Linked DNA regions of Hordeum vulgare: region 1 is linked to region 2. A link is a contact called in public Hi-C data. All regions are on one chromosome and are shown on one strand. The core of a region is the stretch at or near the end of the contact, and the rest is flanking DNA. Distances in the headings are between cores, read along the strand shown.

Evidence for each region. A called contact is a pair of places that touch in the nucleus more often than the background predicts.
Region 1: a contact with region 2 is called in a Hi-C map of seedling, with 7 times the contacts expected there. The contact joins two enhancer-like sites. A contact is called at or near these places in 2 of 6 Hi-C or Micro-C datasets (leaf and seedling).

The regions. Positions count from the first base shown.
Region 1 is chr2H:36,176,141-36,181,249 of MorexV3_pseudomolecules_assembly, reverse strand. No RefSeq gene overlaps it. Among protein-coding and RNA genes, the nearest start is that of LOC123429435, 66 kb to the right of the region's middle. Within about 2 kb of position 3,544, at least 3 of the 3 cell types and tissues checked have open chromatin away from gene starts, as enhancers often do. A contact at or near this core is called in leaf and seedling, where this site is marked.
Region 2 is chr2H:35,266,204-35,271,056 of MorexV3_pseudomolecules_assembly, reverse strand. No RefSeq gene overlaps it. Among protein-coding and RNA genes, the nearest start is that of LOC123424684, 94 kb to the right of the region's middle. Within about 2 kb of position 2,131, at least 3 of the 3 cell types and tissues checked have open chromatin away from gene starts, as enhancers often do. A contact at or near this core is called in leaf and seedling, where this site is marked.

The DNA of each region.
Region 1 (5,109 bases), core at 2,295-4,794, 910 kb before region 2:
ATCACCGAGATCCATGTGTGTGCTTCGGCTAGCGACCCATGAGCAAAACTCGCATCAGTCGGCCAGTGTGAGCGTGTCTGTCTTTCAGTATATGCACGGTAGCGGTGCAAGTAAAAGTGTAGTTGAAAAGGGCACGGCCGGTGCATCAAGCATCATGTGCAAGTGCACGCCAGATGGTTACAAAGCGGAACTGACAATAGAAACCTTTTCCCCCTTGACGAAGCTTTTCTAGTTCTCCCAGCTCGTCCTGAACCGGATAGCAGCATATATATGCCCGTAGATATATATCCGTCCATCCAGCGCACATAGGGGCGACCACCAACGCCGGTAGAAGCTGGAGGCGGTGGTGAGGTGATGCGTGCCGGCACGGCAGGACCCGCCGTGAGAAGTCAAGCGGAAGCCGGAGTGTTAGTGGCTGTCACGCGGAGTTAAAAGGATGATCAACAAGCTATCCATCCATGTGTGAGCAGATAGTAGCTCCATAGATGGTGGATTGAGATGGGGCCGGGGAATCAGGTCAACTTTGTAATGTTTGATCAAATTTATATTAAGAATACCAACATTCACCATATCAAATATATGTATACCATGAAACAATATTTTATAATGAATATAAAAATGCTGGTTTGGTATTGTGAATGTTGATTCTTTTCTCTATGAATTTGATCAAAGTAAAAATACCTTAATTCCAGACAAAAACTTAGATGTAGACTAAAAAGGTTCACACCCCGCTAACACCACGTTAATTATTAGGTTTAGGGCACATTGGTTGCAGAGTTTCATCAATGTCTACTTTCTTGTTTGGAGCAGGAAAACCTAGTTAAGTGCTAAAATCTTCTTATGCTCCCGAGCTTAAATGAGCTTGAGTGAACAACAAAATAAAAAGAAAATATAATTTGAATTTTTTTTATGGTATACTTGAAAAATGTTTTATATGCTTGAAAATTTTCATCACAAAACGACATTTATGGAAGTCATAGCAATTTTTTTTAAAAAAAAATCAAAGACTTTGGTGACCACCTCTTGGCACTCACGCAACCATCACCGGGTCCGGGGCACGAGTCATGACACATATGAATCGCAAACTTCTCAAAAGCGATTCATCACACAAGCACATGCATAAATTTGGTTCATAAAAGGTTCATCATGCCCCTCTTTATAAATGAAGCACAAATCATAGTACACCGTCGAACGATACATGATAACAAGGATACCTTCTTATAAAGCAGATCCTTAGATAACCAGACAACAGACACACAAGCGACTATGCTATCGAGAACTAACATAGGTAGGCCTAAATACAATGACACAACACGTCCTAAGACATCTAAGCTCCACGGCAACGCCCTTAGGAAGGTAGATGACGCCAAGCATCGTCGCTACTGAGTCCTAGACGGACGAGGGTTGTCACTTGAAGCCTTTGGCACGAAGAGAAGAACCACAACAATGTCCTCAAGAGGTGGACGACGCCCGCAAGGGTCGCCGTCCTCAACGATAAGGCGTGAAACTTTCGCCCGTGCCACTGGGACGCACCTACGACCAATGCGACGAGCCCAAGCGTTCATATCTGGATTTGGATATAGCACCAGTGCCAGAGAGCGAGTACCAGCCCCTCACCGCTACCCCCTTGTCGGCCACATGACAAAGAGGCATAGCCGTCATCACTGTATGATACCCGCCGAAGAGCCAACCATGTGGACCACCACCATAGGCCGTCGTCCCAGCATCCATGTCCCCAGACACCGCTAACCGCCAAATCCACAATGCATCGACCATGGTTGGAAGAGCAGACGCACTCCATCCACTCCTATCTTGACATCAGCGACTCAATCTGGGTCAATGCCTCCACCGTAGGAAGCGTCCATGCCTAAATCCTCAACTAATCCCGATGGACCGGGAGTGTGTGTGTGTTTCTCGATCCAGTGACTACCAACGGTCACTATCGAGCAGGCTGTTGTGGGGATGTCATGGCAAGTGTTCTCATAGAAGAACTTAGTTGCAGGCCATAACGGCTAGGTGAAGCCTTGCATGGGGTTGATCGGGAATGAGAGAAGCGAGTTTACCCAGATTCGATCCCTCAAGTAAGGTAAAAGTCTACTCCTGCTTGTGTTTTGTTATTCGATGTCCAGATCTTGATTACAAGGATATTGTCTCGCTACCTATGCTTCGAGACTTCTAACCTGGATCTGTCCTTTTGAATGACTCGGGGCTCGCTTGATATTCTAGGTCAAGTCGTTGGGTTTACAATAAGCCGGTATCGTACACGACCCCTACCCTTGATCGGGATAGGTTTGTTCTTAAGCCGGCACCGCCTACGCCAATTTAGGCCATCTGTTCATTTTTTCTTTTATTTTTTTATTTGAAGCAAAAACATTTTTTGAATTTGAAGAACAATTTTAAAAAAACATGAACAAATTTGGAAGCGCGAACAATTTTTTAGTACACGGACATTTTTTGAATCTTAAGACCAAAATTTTGAAAAGGAGAACAATTTTGAAAAACCCCAAACAAATTTAAAACCGCGAACAAATTTTTAAAGCACGAACATTTTTTGAATTTTGAGAACAAATTTTGAAACAGAGAACAATTTTAAAAAGCGTGAACAAATTTGGAAACGTGAACAATTTTTTAAAGCACGAACATTTTTTGAATCTTGAGAACAAAATTTTAAAAAGAAGAACAGTTTTTAAAAAACCCAAAGAAATTTGAAAGCACGAACAAATTTTTAAAGCATGAACATTTTATGAATTTTGATAACAAATTTTGAAACCGAGAACAATTTAAAAAACGTGAACATATTTGGAAGCGCGAACTGTTTTTTAAAGCATGAACATTTCTTGAATCTTGAGAACAAATTTGTTAAAAAGGACAATAATTTTGAAAAACTCGAACAAATTTGCAAGCGTGGACAAAATTTTAAAGCATGATTATTTTTTTGAATTTGAGAACAAATATTGTAATAGAGAACAATTTAAAAAAACGTGAACAAATTTCGAAGCGCGAACAATTTTTTGAAGCACGGACATTTTTTGAATCTCGAGAATTTTTTTGAAACTAGGAATACATTTTAAAAACTTCAAACAAATTTAGAAGCACAAACAAATTTTTAAAGTGCGAACAATATTTTTAATTTTGAGATCAAATTTGGAAACTGAAAACAATTTTGCAAGCGCGAACATTTTTTATAATCAAGAACATTTTTTGAAAATCTAAAAATATTTTTTGAACATCCAGAACATTTTTTGAAGCAGAAACAGAAAAAAAAGTGAAAATAATAAATAAAAATGAAAAATAAAAAAATCGGTTCAGGGATCCTTCTAGAAGCCCCGACACGGAAGGTTCCGAAAACCGAAAAGACCAGCTGGGAACCTGTAGAAGGTTCACAAAACCAGGCAGCCCGATCGATCTCCCGCTCTGTGCGAAGCCCCGGGGCTTCGCACAGAGTGTCAAATAGATTTTTCCCTTCGAACCAGGCAAGTGGGTCTTTGCCTTTCACGGGCCGGCTTACGTTCAGGCCCACGTCTTCGTGACCCGGGCTGGATTGACCGCCTTATGTCATGGCTAATATCCTCAACACAGGCCCCCATCATTGTCCTCTGGTCTTGGCCCAAGCTAGAACACACGACACCATGCCCGTATCCAATAGTTAGTGCAGGTGATGAGCAATCATCTGAAGGACATTGCCAAGGATTTTATTTTTGCATTGCATGAAATATTGGCGGAAGATGACTTTTTCCGTCTCGTGGTGACTCTCTGGGCAATCTGGGGAGCTAGGAGGAAACAATTAATGAGGACATTTTTCAGTCGCCGGCAGCAGTACACAACTTCATCAATTCATATTTCTGGGAGTTGAATGCGATCAAGCATACATCTGTCCCTGCTAGGGCCAACAATTCTCCACAACAAATACCACAATGGATTTCTCCAGCACTTGGTTTTGCGAAGTTCAATGCAGATGGATCTGTTTCTAGACATGGTTTTGGGTGTGTTGAGGTGATTTCGAGGGGTCAAGAGGGCAATTTCCTGGGAGCTTCAACGTTTGATTTCAGATTTATATCAGATCCACCAACCCTGAAAGCTTTGGCAATCAGAGAAGCGCTGGCGCTCGCGAATCATCTATACATTCAAAACGTTCAGGTTACTTCAGATTACGAGGTACTAGTGAATGATATCCTGAATCGTTCCTCGGCCACCTATGGGACGATAGTTCAAGAAATCTTAGACATTTCTGTTTTTTTTTAATTCTTGTAAGTTCGTTTACAAACGAAGGAGCTTTAATTTTAAAGCTCACAATTTAACGAAGCATGCTTTTACCCATGTTTGGGTCATCCGAAAAATCTGACATCCATCTGTGTAAATATAGTAACGAATTAATAAAGCTTCGCAGAATTGTTTAAAAAAAAAGATCCATCAGCACCGATATATCTGGCAGCATAACTGTCCTTCTCGAAGACGCCTTGAACCTTCGCCTATGCTGAAAATGCAAGAACGTCACCCAATCCACCCGCATGTTCCGGCCTTGCCAGGAACACGAGGAGTAACCGGTACTTTAGGCCTTACTAGTTTATTTTAGGCAATTAGTGGGGATTATCCCGATCAAACCCCTAAATTCCCACATATCTCATAACATCATTTGGTTCTAGTGTATTTGGCATGTTTCATCTCCATATTTTCTCATAAATTTTTAAATTATAGTGCATTTTTCTCAATACACAATACACTACCCTTACCTAATGGATTGGGGATAAACGGGGATTTGAAGGGATTAGGTGAAGGTTGGAGTTTCATCCGATTATCCCCACCAATTTTCTTAAAAACACTAGTACCAAATAAGGCCTTAAGGGAAGCATTTGAGCCTGAGTGTAAATACTCCACGTCCAGTCAGGTGATCCTTTTGTCCATGGTAAATCAGAAGGCCATTGTAAAAGTAATGACGGGCAGTTTGTGTTGGCGTCCAGTCAAACGCAGGGTGCGCGTGTAAAAGATCGTGAAAGCAATTGATCGACGTCCAACGACAGAGAGAAAATTAGGAGATCCAAAGAGTAACATAGTGATGATGTGTTTCATTGCTAAAGCAACAGCAGCCCTAGAAAAACCATGTGTAGCAAT
Region 2 (4,853 bases), core at 882-3,381:
GACATGGAGACGAGTCTAGTGGTCATACATGTGAAGAGAAAACTGCAAATTTGACTCGGAATGACTATAAGAAACAATGAAATCCCTTGAAGTTTGAGACAGGCGGCCAAAAAAGAGTGAGAACATTGAGTTCATGTTACTCTTATGTGTGATACGTGATAAGTATCACTAAGTTGTTCAGTTTCATGCAGATCAATGATCGATATGTGATGATGTTGAAGAGGTAATCCAAAAAATTGAATTACAAAATAGAGTAAAGATGATCTTAATTTTTCTCGAGTATTGATTGTGATCAAGAAACAAAACACTTGTATACTAGGCCACTTATATAATGTGGGATAGACACGCGATATAATCTATGCCAACGTAATAGCACATGCATAAAGGAAGACTAGGCGGCATGTGTCGGCGTCCGGATGAACGATGTGAGGTAGTATGATGATGACATTGGAAGGAGCTCCCGTAGTCAGGTCCCAAGGATGTGGCAGAGTTTAGTAAACCTCGTTAACAAATATCGGTGTTGTGTCTCGTGTGATTGTTTGCTCCTCAAATAATCAACTATATGATTTACATTCTAACAACACCGCTGAGATAATGCCCTTTCTGGCTGCTTCCTCCACTATCTAGTGTTGGGACGCCAATCAGAGACGAAGGAAACATATGAACTATGAAGGTCCTCCACTTTCATTCCACATCTATATGCATAAGGCATCTATCGGTGCTAAAACCGACAGGTCTCGGGTAGGGGATTCTGAGTTGTGGGTCTGAGACTAATGGTAACATGAAGAGTAGGAAGACGATGTTTACCCAGGTTCACGCCCTTTCGAAAAGGTAAAACCCTACGACCTGCTTTGATTGTATTGGTGATGGGGTATCGAGTACATGTTGATGATCTACCTTAAAATCGTTGTGTAAACTCTGAACCCTAAGGTGAATAAGTTCCCCCTCTACGAACTAAACCCCTAGGCTTATATAGATACCTAGGGGGAGCTAGGTCATATATTTAGGTCGGTTGTAGATATGTTGAATATAGAGTTGTCCTTGGGATGCATGCTAGGTCTTTCGAGGTTTCCCTTCTTCATACGGGCAAGTTTTTATGCTCTCACCGTTCTTCGGGCGGTGGCTTAACGGGCCATTAGTTCGGCCCACGCAAATCAATTCGGGCTGGTACCCCTAACCCAGGACACCCTCAGCATCCGCAAATCTTATCTTTACATATCGATTTAAGGACAGACTATGTTTAGGAAACACAGACTTATGTCGGTGGGCCACAGAGTAATCGACCAAGGAGTGATGGCTTAACATGTCGAATGGTAATGATGCAATCAAAAGGACAACGGCGCCTTTCGCGCGATTCCTTTTTCCCATTTTGTGTGTTTTGTTTGCCGATATTCTTCCGCGCGAGGGGGTGGGGGGAAGGTTTGTGCATGTTTTTGTGTTGGATTTTATCAATTTTATTTTGGGGTTTAATATTTGTTTTCTCCTTCTTTTTTGTTATTTCTACATTTCAAATACTTCATTATCCAATACTCGTTGATTTTTTTTTGCATAAATGTCGAGCATTTTCAGATACACCTTGATTTATTTTTACATGCATATTGAACAATTTTTTAATACATGATAAACATTTTTCTAACACATATTATTATTTTTCATAAATGGCATGAACATTAAGTGTTCGAACAACTTTCTAGAATGTAACAGACATTTTTATTGAATGTAATGGAAAAAAATAAATTAAACGATGGTTTTTTTACACTAAAGAAAATTCACAAACATTTTAGGAAACATTTTTAGAAGATATGCAAACACTGTATATACATTTGGAAAAAGTCACAAGCTTATTTTGAAATGAGTGAAGATTTTATGAAATGTCACGGGCATTTGTCAAATGGTAGGAACATTATTCATAAACTGCCCGTGCAATTGTTTTAACACTATATTGACTTTTTGAATGCACTGTGAACGCTTTCAAAGAAATGACATGAAGTAGCTATTTTCATATACATATTTAAAACATGACAAAATATAAATAAAAGTAAGAAAAACTTAATAAGCACACACTGGGCTCTCCAGAAAAGGGTCGTGTCGTTAGGTCCGGTCCAATCCTGCGTGCTGCCGGCCATGCGTCCTCGGGACTCGCTGGGAGGTCTTATGCAACCTTGTAGGCGTCCGTTAGCGATTCGGCACCTGTAGTATCGTTGGCATGGAGCGGTCCACTAACACGCTGTCCTGATACTTTTTTATTGATCCAGTAAAAAAAAGGTCCAGATTTCCTATTTGTTACGAAAATAAAATATGAAACCAAAAAAGGTTTACAGTTTTAAAGAAAAAGATTCATACATTAGAAAAAAAATAAAGGTTCATCAATTTTGAAAAAAGTTAATCAATTCGAAAAAAAGTTCATTGAAATTGAAACAAAGTTCATCCGAGTTAGAAAAAGTTCATTACATTTTTAAAAAAGTTCATTAAATTTGAAAAAAGTTCACAGAAATTAAAACAAAGTTTATGTATTTTAAAAAGAAGTTCACTGAACTGAAAAAAAGTTCATAAAACTTACAGTAAATCGTCAACTTTGATAAAAATTCATCAATTTTTTAAAATACGTTCATCAAATTTCAGAAAAGTTCATCCATATTCAAAAAAAATCATAGAATTTTAATATTTTAGAAAAGATTCATTGGTTTTCGGAGAATAGTTCATCAATCTTAAAAACAATTGTTGAAATTTTTAAAAAGTTCATTAATATTTAAAAAAGTTCATAGAATTTCAAAAAAAGTAACCGGTGCCTAAATAGGCCAGTCCATTTATAAACGTTACAGACTCGAGTTAACAAAAATGCACGTTAACTAATGCCTTTGGCGGTAAATAGGAAATGCCGGACTCGCTAAACGGTCGCCTCTCCAGCTCCCGAGTTAGTCGCGTCCAATGCCTGCTGCGAGTAGCACTTAACGGTCGCATGTTCCGCTCCCGACTTAGCGCCTGTTCGGCAGCCCTCCACGGAGCGGAGTGGGTGGAGCTGCGTTTTAGGAACTCCCCTAGTTAACACTGGATGCGACTCCGCTCCGGCGCGGAGTCGCAGAGCGGAGGGAATCCGAACGCGCCCTTAGTTTGTGGCCCACTAGCAAATGTGGGAGTAGTATATTATTATCTGAGCATCGTCTCTTACCCAATTCTGCCTTTTAAACGTCGTAAATGGTTGTTTCTTCTTGTTTTTTCGTGATCGTGTTTTTTCCTTTCAATTTTTTACAGGATTTTTTTCTTTTACTTTTTTCTTCATTCCGCCCGACTATAGTGTATTTCTCCAGGTATTCTTAAAATGTTTTTTAACATGTGATTGTCTCTAACAACATGAGCATTTACTTGAACAGTAGGAACAATGATTAGAATTGCAGGAATAAAGTTTAACATTTTATGAACATCTTCTCAAGTAACATGAATATAACTTTAAGCGTGTGGACAAATTTGAATGGCAAAAGCATGTTATATCATGTTACAATTCTGTTTACATTTATGAACATTTTTTAATGTTTTCAGTGATAAGATTTCTTAAACAAAACACATTTATAAATGCTACAGTACTTTGTACGTATGAACTTCGTTTTAAGAAACATAAATATTTTACTTTATACATTAATATTTTCTTCAAACAGATAAAAATATAAAATAAAAACAAGTTGCGGGAAATGGAAAAACAAAGAGAAGTGTATGTCCCTTCAATGGGTTATACAACAAAGCGATGGGTTTTAGTTCCGCAATGCATGGCCCACAGATTTGGCGCAGCACGCGACGGTGGTGTAGCTCTTGCAACATGCCGGTGATATCGCCTATGCGAGAAAGCAACAAATTCAGGAGTACGGCCAATCCTATTTGGCGTCACAGGCACCCGCTAACAGACGCCTGTAGCGACCCGCGCTGGGCCGGACTATCTAAGCATTTTTTTCTTTTGTTATGAATACAAACAAAAACTAGGCGCCGCAGGTATTCGAACTTTAGATCTCAAGCTCACGTTAGAAGGCCATAACCACCGAGCCACCACATCCGATCTGATCACTTTTTTCTCAAATTCAATGATTTTTAATAATTTGATGAACTTATTTTAAATTTGATGAACTTTTTTTAAATTTGATAATTTTAAAAAAAAATTGATGACCATTTTTCAAGTTGAATATTTTCTTCCAAAATTAATGAAATCTTTTTTAATTCGGTGAACTTTTTATAAATTTCATGAACTTTTTTCAAATTTGATGGACTTTTTTCCAAAATTAATGAACTCTTTTTTAATTCTGTGAACCTTTTTAAATTTTGATGAACTTATTTTATATTTTGTTGAACTTTTTTCAAATTCGTTGACCTTTTTGAACACCGATTAACTATTTTTCAAATTAGATGAACGATTTTCAAAATCATTGAACTTTCTATGAAAAGTAATGAACCTTTTTTTCAAAATTAATAAAATATTTCCAAATTTGATTATTATTATATTTATAATCTGTGAACATTTTTCTAATTTGAAGAACTTTTTTGCAAAATGGATATACTTTATTTTCCAGAAATCAATGAACTTTTTTGGGCCTGCAGAGGTGTCGAGCTTTTTGAAGGGCCGACCCAAGGTGAGGCGCTGCACGCGCCACCAGAGCAAACTGGCGCTTGCAGCGCCGTATAGGAGGTCCCCTGGAGTACTCCTTAAGCCCCTCGAGAGGTCACTTCGGATGGCCCGGGAACGCTCCGAGCCATCGCCACGTTTCTCGTAATGTGCGCTCTTCTCAGTTTTTTTATTTCTATTCTTTTGTATCCTTTTTCGTTTTTAGATGATTTTTTTTTGTTTTCCCCCTTTCTTTCGCGATAGGGAC